Linked DNA regions of Cricetulus griseus: region 1 is linked to region 2. The links are chromatin contacts, called in public Hi-C maps. All regions are on one chromosome and are shown on one strand. Each heading gives the region's core, a stretch centred on a gene start, on an enhancer-like site or on the middle of the called end of the contact. The rest is flanking DNA. Distances are from core to core; before and after follow the strand shown. Region 1 holds the start of Ifne (interferon epsilon). Region 2 has its middle 26 kb from the start of Mir31.

The links. Hi-C and Micro-C count contacts between places; a contact is called where the count stands out from the background.
Region 1: a contact with region 2 is called in a Hi-C map of the CHO-K1 cell line, with 3 times the contacts expected there. The contact joins the promoter of Ifne here to the enhancer-like site in region 2. A contact is called at or near these places in 3 of 8 Hi-C or Micro-C datasets (the CHL-YN cell line, the CHO-K1 cell line and fibroblasts).

Annotation. Positions count from the first base shown.
Region 1 is chr2:59,222,259-59,226,258 of CriGri-PICRH-1.0, forward strand. Ifne (interferon epsilon) reads left to right here and starts at 2,638. Exons shown (of 1, transcript XM_027400349.2): 1 at 2,638-3,216. The coding sequence starts at 2,638. The coding sequence ends at 3,216.
Region 2 is chr2:59,170,615-59,174,323 of CriGri-PICRH-1.0, forward strand. No RefSeq gene overlaps it. Among named protein-coding and RNA genes, the nearest start is that of Mir31, 26 kb to the right of the region's middle. Within about 2 kb of position 1,562, at least 6 of the 6 cell types and tissues checked have open chromatin away from gene starts, as enhancers often do. A contact at or near this core is called in the CHO-K1 cell line and fibroblasts, where this site is marked.

The DNA.
Region 1 (4,000 bases), core at 1,388-3,887, 53 kb after region 2:
CACCAACAGATGGATGAATAAGGAACACATTGTAAGTACAACATGAAATGGTTTGACCTTATACAAACAGAAGGAGGTGCTAAAGAAACGGTCCAGCGATTAAGAATACACACCTCTTTTGGAGAGGACCCAAGATCAGTTTCCAAGACACATTTCAGGCAGCTCGCAATTGCCTGTGATTCCAATTTCAGGGATCCAATGCCCTCTTCTGGTCTCCACAGGCACCTCTGTTTACCACCCCAACACAAGTAAATTTTTTTGATGTTTAAATCACTTTTAAAAAGATTTATAACAGCATGGATAGAAATGGAGATAATTATGCCACCTGAAATAAGCCAGGTACAGAGAGCCAAGCCCCTCATATGTGGAAGCTAAAGATGCTGATCTCGGAGAGATAAAGAATAGAACAGTGGTTAGGGAAGCTGACTACAGCAAGGAATCGAAAAACTAGAGGGAGATTGACAAACAGCTACTGAGCCACAGTTAGATTGGAGCAAGCGGTTTGGTGTGGTAAACAGCTGGGTGGCTATAAATAGCAATGGATATTGCTGAGAACTTGTTTAGAATGTTTTTGCCATAAACAAATAGTGAATGAGAAGATAGACTTGTTTACCCTGATTTGGTACATGTATTAAAATATCACATGGCATCAGCATACATTGTTTTTATTAGATAGAGAGATAGATAGATATGTTAGTTGCTTTTCTCATGGTGACAGCAATGGATGCAATTTAGCTAGAAAAGGACTTATGTTTGCTCACAGTTCAGAGGATGCCATCCATCCTCAGGAAAGGGACTGCAGTGAGGAGGCATGGTGGTAGCAGAGTTTGCAACACCGCTCCCTCACATCCTGGCAGCTTAAAAATAGAGAAGGGGCTGGAAGTGGAGCCAGGTTATAATCCCCAAGGCCTGCTGATGGTAGGCTGGATACAGCAAACAGACTCCAAGTCTCAGGTTCCTTATTCCCTCAAAATAGTACCACCAGCCGGAGAGCAAATGTCCAAACACAAAGCAGACAGGTCACATCCAAGCCACAAAAATAGGCTAACTCAAGTTAATTTTAGAATGAATTATAAGCTACTGAAAGTTAAATTTTATTTATTAGAGCAAATAAATTAATACAATTAATATTACCGGCTAATATTCTTTCCCCAAAGTTCCACATTAAAGACTGAAAGGTGTATGATGCTTCAGGAGAAAGGATCATCAGCAAACACACAAGTTGTGTTACATGGATGTTGGCAGAAGTTTCTGTTCTGCCACCCTTCAGCCCCAAATAAACACATGGACCCTATGTTAATTATAAAACTGTTGGCTGATGGTGAGGGCTTCTTACTGGCAAGCCCTCTCTTAAATGTTAACCCATAACTATTAATCTGTGTATTTCTACATGGCCTTATCTTACCAGAGAATACTTGGAGCATCCTATCTCCCTGGTATCTACATGGGGTCTCCTCCTGGCGGCCCCTCCTGACGGCCTCTCTCTCCTTCCTCTCAACCAAGCATTCTCCTGGTCTGGTAGCCCCGCCTATACGTCTTGCCTGTCTATTGGCCAATCAGTGTTTTATTTATCAAGCAATAAGAGAAACATATATACAGAAGGACATCCCCCATCATGGAGGTCCAGAGTCTTTTGAGTCTCTTACTTCCTCTGGAGTCTGGTTTCCTCAACTACACTTACTACAACTGTGTGATAGTAAGAAGGTAGGGCTGGAGACTTACTCCAGAGGATCTTAGCAACGTGGAACTGGATACTTGTAATTCAAGAGGCATTTACTGTTGTAGAGATGTTCTCATTGGTTTAACCATTGTTGCAGCTAGCCTAGGGAAAATGGACCACCGACTGCCTCCGACTCTTCTCACAAATAACTTTATCACTTACTGGTTTCATTTGTTCATAGAGGAACCAATACGTTTGTAGCCATTATATTGAACTTGTAAGCTGTTTACACTCTGTGCTCTCATGAGACTCTAGCCACATTATTTTGATAATTTTTACTTTTATCTTATTTTACAAGCTAAAATATTAGATGTCAAATGGATTGGATGAGATATAAGACAGTCCAAGACTGTTGATTCAGATTAATTTGCCCAAATACTTGTGCACATTTGCAGTTCTGCTTGAAGTTTCAAAGTCACTGGCCTCTGGATTTTAGTGTTTGCTTCCAAAAGAGTGTTGTCTAGGTACTGCTAAGGGTTTGATAACTAATACTCCGTGAAATAATACTGCTTTAAATAAAAAGCTTACTCTCAATAAAAGAACATTACTAAGCCTGACTAAACATTTAGAAAGTGCATTGTGTTAAGTGAAACCTTGTGTGTAATAAATAATGAGGGTAGTAGAAGATCAGATTGAACAACTCTAATTGTCTCAAGAAAAGTGTACAGTGAGGCCAGCTCTTTCATTACTTCCTCAAAGAGCCAACACAATGGGGAAAGTAAAGGAAATGTTCTATAAAAACCTTGAAGTGGGAACCAGAAAACCTAAGACATATACTTGGGGAAATGAGAAACAAGGAAACAGAGGCAATGGAAAGAATGCCCTCCATCATAATCTGCACTACACGAAAGCTAAACATTTCCTAGAACTGGGGTTTTACAAGGTAAGCACAGACATCGGGGTTTTTGTCCTGCACCATGATTCACAAACAGCTCCCTGAAATGGTGTTGCTGCTGTTGGCTTCTTCCACTGTCTTCTCCCTAGAACCGAAATCGATTCTCTTCCAATCAAGAATGAAGAGAGAAAGCTTGCACCTACTGAAAACTTTGCCAATCTCGTCGGTCTACCAGTGTCTGGCTCACAGGAAAAATTTCCAGCTTCCTTGGCAGTCTGTGAGTCGTCACCAGTACCAAAAGGGACATGTACTGGCTGTTCTGCACGAGCTCCTTCAGCAGATCTTCAGCCTCTTCCAGGCACATGTTTCTCGGGGCATTTGGGAGGAAAACCATATAGAGAGAGTCTTAGGTGCACTTCACCAACAGCTGGAATACGTGGAGTTGCTAGCTGGACTAAAAGCAGAGTCGAAGAGTGGCGGCCTGAGTGCGCAGAGCCTTAGGCTACAGATTAAATCATACTTCAGGAGGATCCACGACTACTTGGAAAATCAGAGGTACAGCAGCTGTGCCTGGATCGTTGTCCAGGTAGAAATCAACCGCTGTATGTTCTTTGTGTTCAGGCTAACCGCATGGCTGAACAAACAAGAAACAGACCCTTGAACACTGTGAAGCAAGAGCCAACCGTGCATTTTAAAAGCCTAGGTTGGTGGCAGAGTGAGAGGAGAAACATGAAGATTACTGTTTCTTTTTGGTGTAAAATGGCTGCATTGTTTTGCTGTTGCATGTCTCACACTGTGAATTGAGGTTGCACGAGTTGGTCACAGCTATTTTTATTTTGCCATGCTTTCTGCGAATTTTAAATTATTTGAGAATTAAAATTAATTCATTAAAATTTTTTGATGATTGGTTCTTCAAATGGTGAAATTTTCATAGAATTTTGCTGTTCGATATGATGAACTATGCCTTTAATGTAATGGAAATTCCATAACATATAACATTCATTCCAATGAATTCCTTGTTTACCAGAAATTGTTAAAGAGTTAGAACTAGCATTAAATACTGAATATTTCTATTACAAGAGACTAATAGAAATATGACCAAAAGACATAAACCATTTGCATAGGAATGAAACAGATTTAATCTCATTCATAATTATAATAATTCAGATTACAACTAAATAACATGCTGTTTTAACCTATTAGGTAACACCTCAAGGTTTAATTAAGACAAATACACAGACTCACAGACTGCTGAGGAAGCAGGAAATTGTTCCTGTGTACTGGACACTGCTGGGTGGATTGGTAAATGCTCTTACAATTTGCCAGATCAGCAGAAGTTGGTACATGCCATGTTCACATAAGGGACCATGATTCTGCTGAAGAGAATGAGGACAAGCTTCCCCTACAAAAATACACAAAGCAAAAATATAGGAAAATGTGTATAA
Region 2 (3,709 bases), core at 312-2,811:
TAGGAAATCTTATCTATACTATTATTATAAAAGTCCCACAAATGAAGTGCTTGCATTGACTCATGTATTGGGTATTCTGACAGTCTTTCCTGGTGGGATTCATATAAAAGGATTTTTTTCCCATTTCACCAAAAGAATTGTGTTAAATGGCTACCTAATCTGATGATATCATGATTCAATAAATAAATTTAGAATTAATACATTTGCACTTCAAAGAATGCTTTGGGTTTTCCATAAATAGATTTAACTACATGTCCCTCCCCCACCCCAAACAAACAGCTCTTTCTGGATTCACATTTTAAATCGTTCTCTTCACATTTGCAGTATTTGATTTTTTTTTTCCTGTGCACAATCAGTATAAACTTGAAAGCTAATTTTCTTTCAAAAATTTCAGGACTATTTTAATAGTGACAATGTGTTTAATTGTTGTTCTTACTTCTTGATCAACGTAGCCGAGATAGTTTGAGGGTTTTCATTCTTCAAAAAGGGGGTCTTGAATTAGAGCCATCTTAAGTGAAGTGTAATGATTCCTACTATTGTGTACTGAACACTATTAATCAGGCCCTGACCTCCTGACACATAACTTCAGTGTAGAAAAGATAGAAACATTTCATGCACCTGCTTTATCAGGAAAAATTAAACTTGAGTCTCACACATAAGTCTTGGACTCAAATATGTGCTCATGTTAGTGCAATTTGTGTAATAAACTAACCCTACTTGACTTGCCTTTTTTATAGTTGGCTAAGCAATGAATACCATTTCATTACTGAACATCTGGTGATTAATTTTCATCTTGGTTGAATAAATAATTTTTACACTGAGATGTTATCATATAATTAATGAAACATCACTGTGAATCCTGCTCGTCCCCTTTCTGCACCCCACCTGTAGAATTTTTCTTGGGGGTAATGGAGCCTTTATTAAAATGTAATTGCATTTACTTGCAGAAGACAATTTCCACTCTCTTACATGAGGGTAAAAGGCCTCATGCTGCGTTTGCAGAGACCACAGACAAAAACCCTGTGTATATAATTCTGTATTTACTTGAAATTTTCCAAGATGGAACTTAGTCTCTATCTTCAGGTAGCTGAAATTTAGTTAGAAAGGACTAGGGAAGCACACACCTCTGCTTATACACTATATTATTAAACACGAATCTCCCGGGACAGTAAAAATGATGTTCTTAGAGACATGGCAGTACAAAGAAAGGGAACATTCATCCAAAGGGAAAGTTAGTAGAGAGATTCAGAGCGCCAAGCCCTCTCTAAAATAGCAGAGATCTGGGCTTGCATAGGTACCTAGCAGGGGGTTGGGGTGGGGGTGGAGGTTCGACGCAGCCAGTGTCGCGAATATAAGGGATGGTAGAATTCCCCCACTGGCCTTGAAGGTCGTTTAGACTCTCAGGGGAAGGGGGATGGTGTCGCCACCCTACAGGGCTCCGAAGGACCCCTGGCGGCATAGCTTTCAATATGTCCGGAGGGCTGTGGTTCAAGCAGGTGGCTGTGCGGTGACTGCAGCATGGGCGGTGACCATCTTGTCCTTGCCAGGCCGCGGCGCTGGGGAGCTGCACCGAGCGCAGCTAAAGCTGACCGGGCGGAGGCGCGGCCGGGTCCCTCTCGGGGCGGGGCCAGGGCGGGGCGTCGGGCCGCGCGGCAGGTGTGGGCGTGCGGAGGTGGCACAGCCCGCTGCGTCTACGACCTGCGCACAACGCGGGATGAAGACGCGCACGCGGGGCTCGGAAAGGCCTCAGGTAAGCGGGCGCGGGCATTGGCGCGCGGCGAGCACCCGGGGGACCAGGGACGAGGTGACCCCGCAGGGCGCGTGGGGAGCGGAGCGCGGTCCTGCACCGTCACCCGCGCTCGGCCATATGCCCGGGCCGCGCGCGATCCTCGAGCACGCGGGAACCGGAGCGCGATGGTCACTGGCGCTCTCGGCTGGGGCGTCCCTGTGCGGCCCACGCACCACTTCAAACTCCCGGTGCTTGGAAACTTTCCGGGCTCCTCGGGGCTGGGAGGGGGTGAACAGAAATCAGGCGCGCGAGGAAAACCCTCACCAGGACGTGTCGTCTGCTTTCAGAGCAGCCACAGTGGGAAAAGGGTGTTCCCAATACGCCGACCCTCTCTCGGTGACCCCACCTGAAAAGTCCCTGCTCCTCTAGGGAGACAGTTGTTGCAGGGTTCCCTTAGTTAGGCAGTGGCAACGCAGAAGGCAGCGAAACAGGCACAAAGTGCCCCCCCCAACACCTCAGCTTCTCAGGGGGACAGCTTTGTCCCTGCCCCAAAGGCAATAGGGCTAGGAATGGGGGCTCAGAACCTGCACCCAGTGTTGGAGCAAGTGTCTGTGGCTCGGGCCACAAACACCCGGGGGTGCCTTGCGGATTCCGAATCGGGCCTTTCAGCTTCCTCATTGAAGTCTTGGCACCTTTGAAGTGGAATTAGGGCAGGAAAAAAAAAAAAAGTAAGGTTTTTGTGCAGAGTTTATTACCTGTGGATTAAAATGCTTGGTAGGCAGAAGTTTCAACAAGGCTCAGTTTTATAATTTGTTTTGAGATAGTTTTTGTTGAGTTAATTTTTGTTTGAAGTGATTGAAAGGTGACTCTCAACTTTAGTGAGTTTGTGTTTGGTTGAAGTGGGGGCTAACTTTTAAAGTTGTTTTTCCACTCTTATTCTGGTTATTTTTCAGTATCCCCAGAGTTAATTCCGTAGGCATGTTCTTTATCTTGATTTTTATCATCAAAAAAGGGTCAAAAGAATAATGTTTAGTCACATTCCCTACCAAAGAAGTACTATAGCTAGCCTTCCTTTTCCTTTGTAATTCGTGCAGAGCCTCTTGGAAACTAGGTTGGGCCCCAAATTGGCATTTTTGATTTGTGATTAATTTTTTTTTTTTGGAGGGTGGACCTCATGGAAGTTTTTTGCTTTACATCGTGTTAGGTCTTTATTATATATGTAGCTATTGGTTTCATGGTAGATGTGAGAGAAAGCAAGAAACCTGAAAAGTATCTAGTAGAATCTGGGTGAAGTTTTGTAAGTTCTGAAGAGTATGTAGTAGTGACAAAATACTTGACTGACGTGGGGTTGGCTTGTTTTCAGATTTTAAATAGGTTAATGTAAGAAAGAAGCTATGAAATTTTTAATATTTGAGCATCTTTATAAAACAGAAGTGGAAAAAATGGAAAGCAAAACAATTTTCCTGTGTATCATTTTTTCCTCTTAGTTTGAAATCAACTTTCTTAATTTGGCCCAAAGTTGAAGCTATAGTTAAAGACAGTTGTTAACTATTTAGGGTAATTACAGATCATTAATTGATTTACTTTAATAACACTTTTCTTCAGTGATAGGTTTTGTAGGATGTATTTTGCTGGGTATATTGACCTCTTGAGATTAGGTACCATTAAATTTTCCATAGTCACAATTTCTCTTCATTACTTGTGTCTAAGTATTTTTAGCCTCTGAACATTGTGGAGGCTCTTAAATTTAAACTGCAAAAAGGCTAAAATGTAGTCACTGATTGTTAACATTTTAGGATAAAGTATAGTATTAAATGCTAATATAGAATGAAGACATTTTAGGGCAGATAATTCTCTAATCATAAATAAGAAAGAACTCATAATAAATTGTTGACATCTTCTTGATGTATCTACCACAAATAGTTGAGTAAAAGTAACCTCTAAAGGTTTCAAAAGTTTTAATGAGAGAGAAACTTTGTT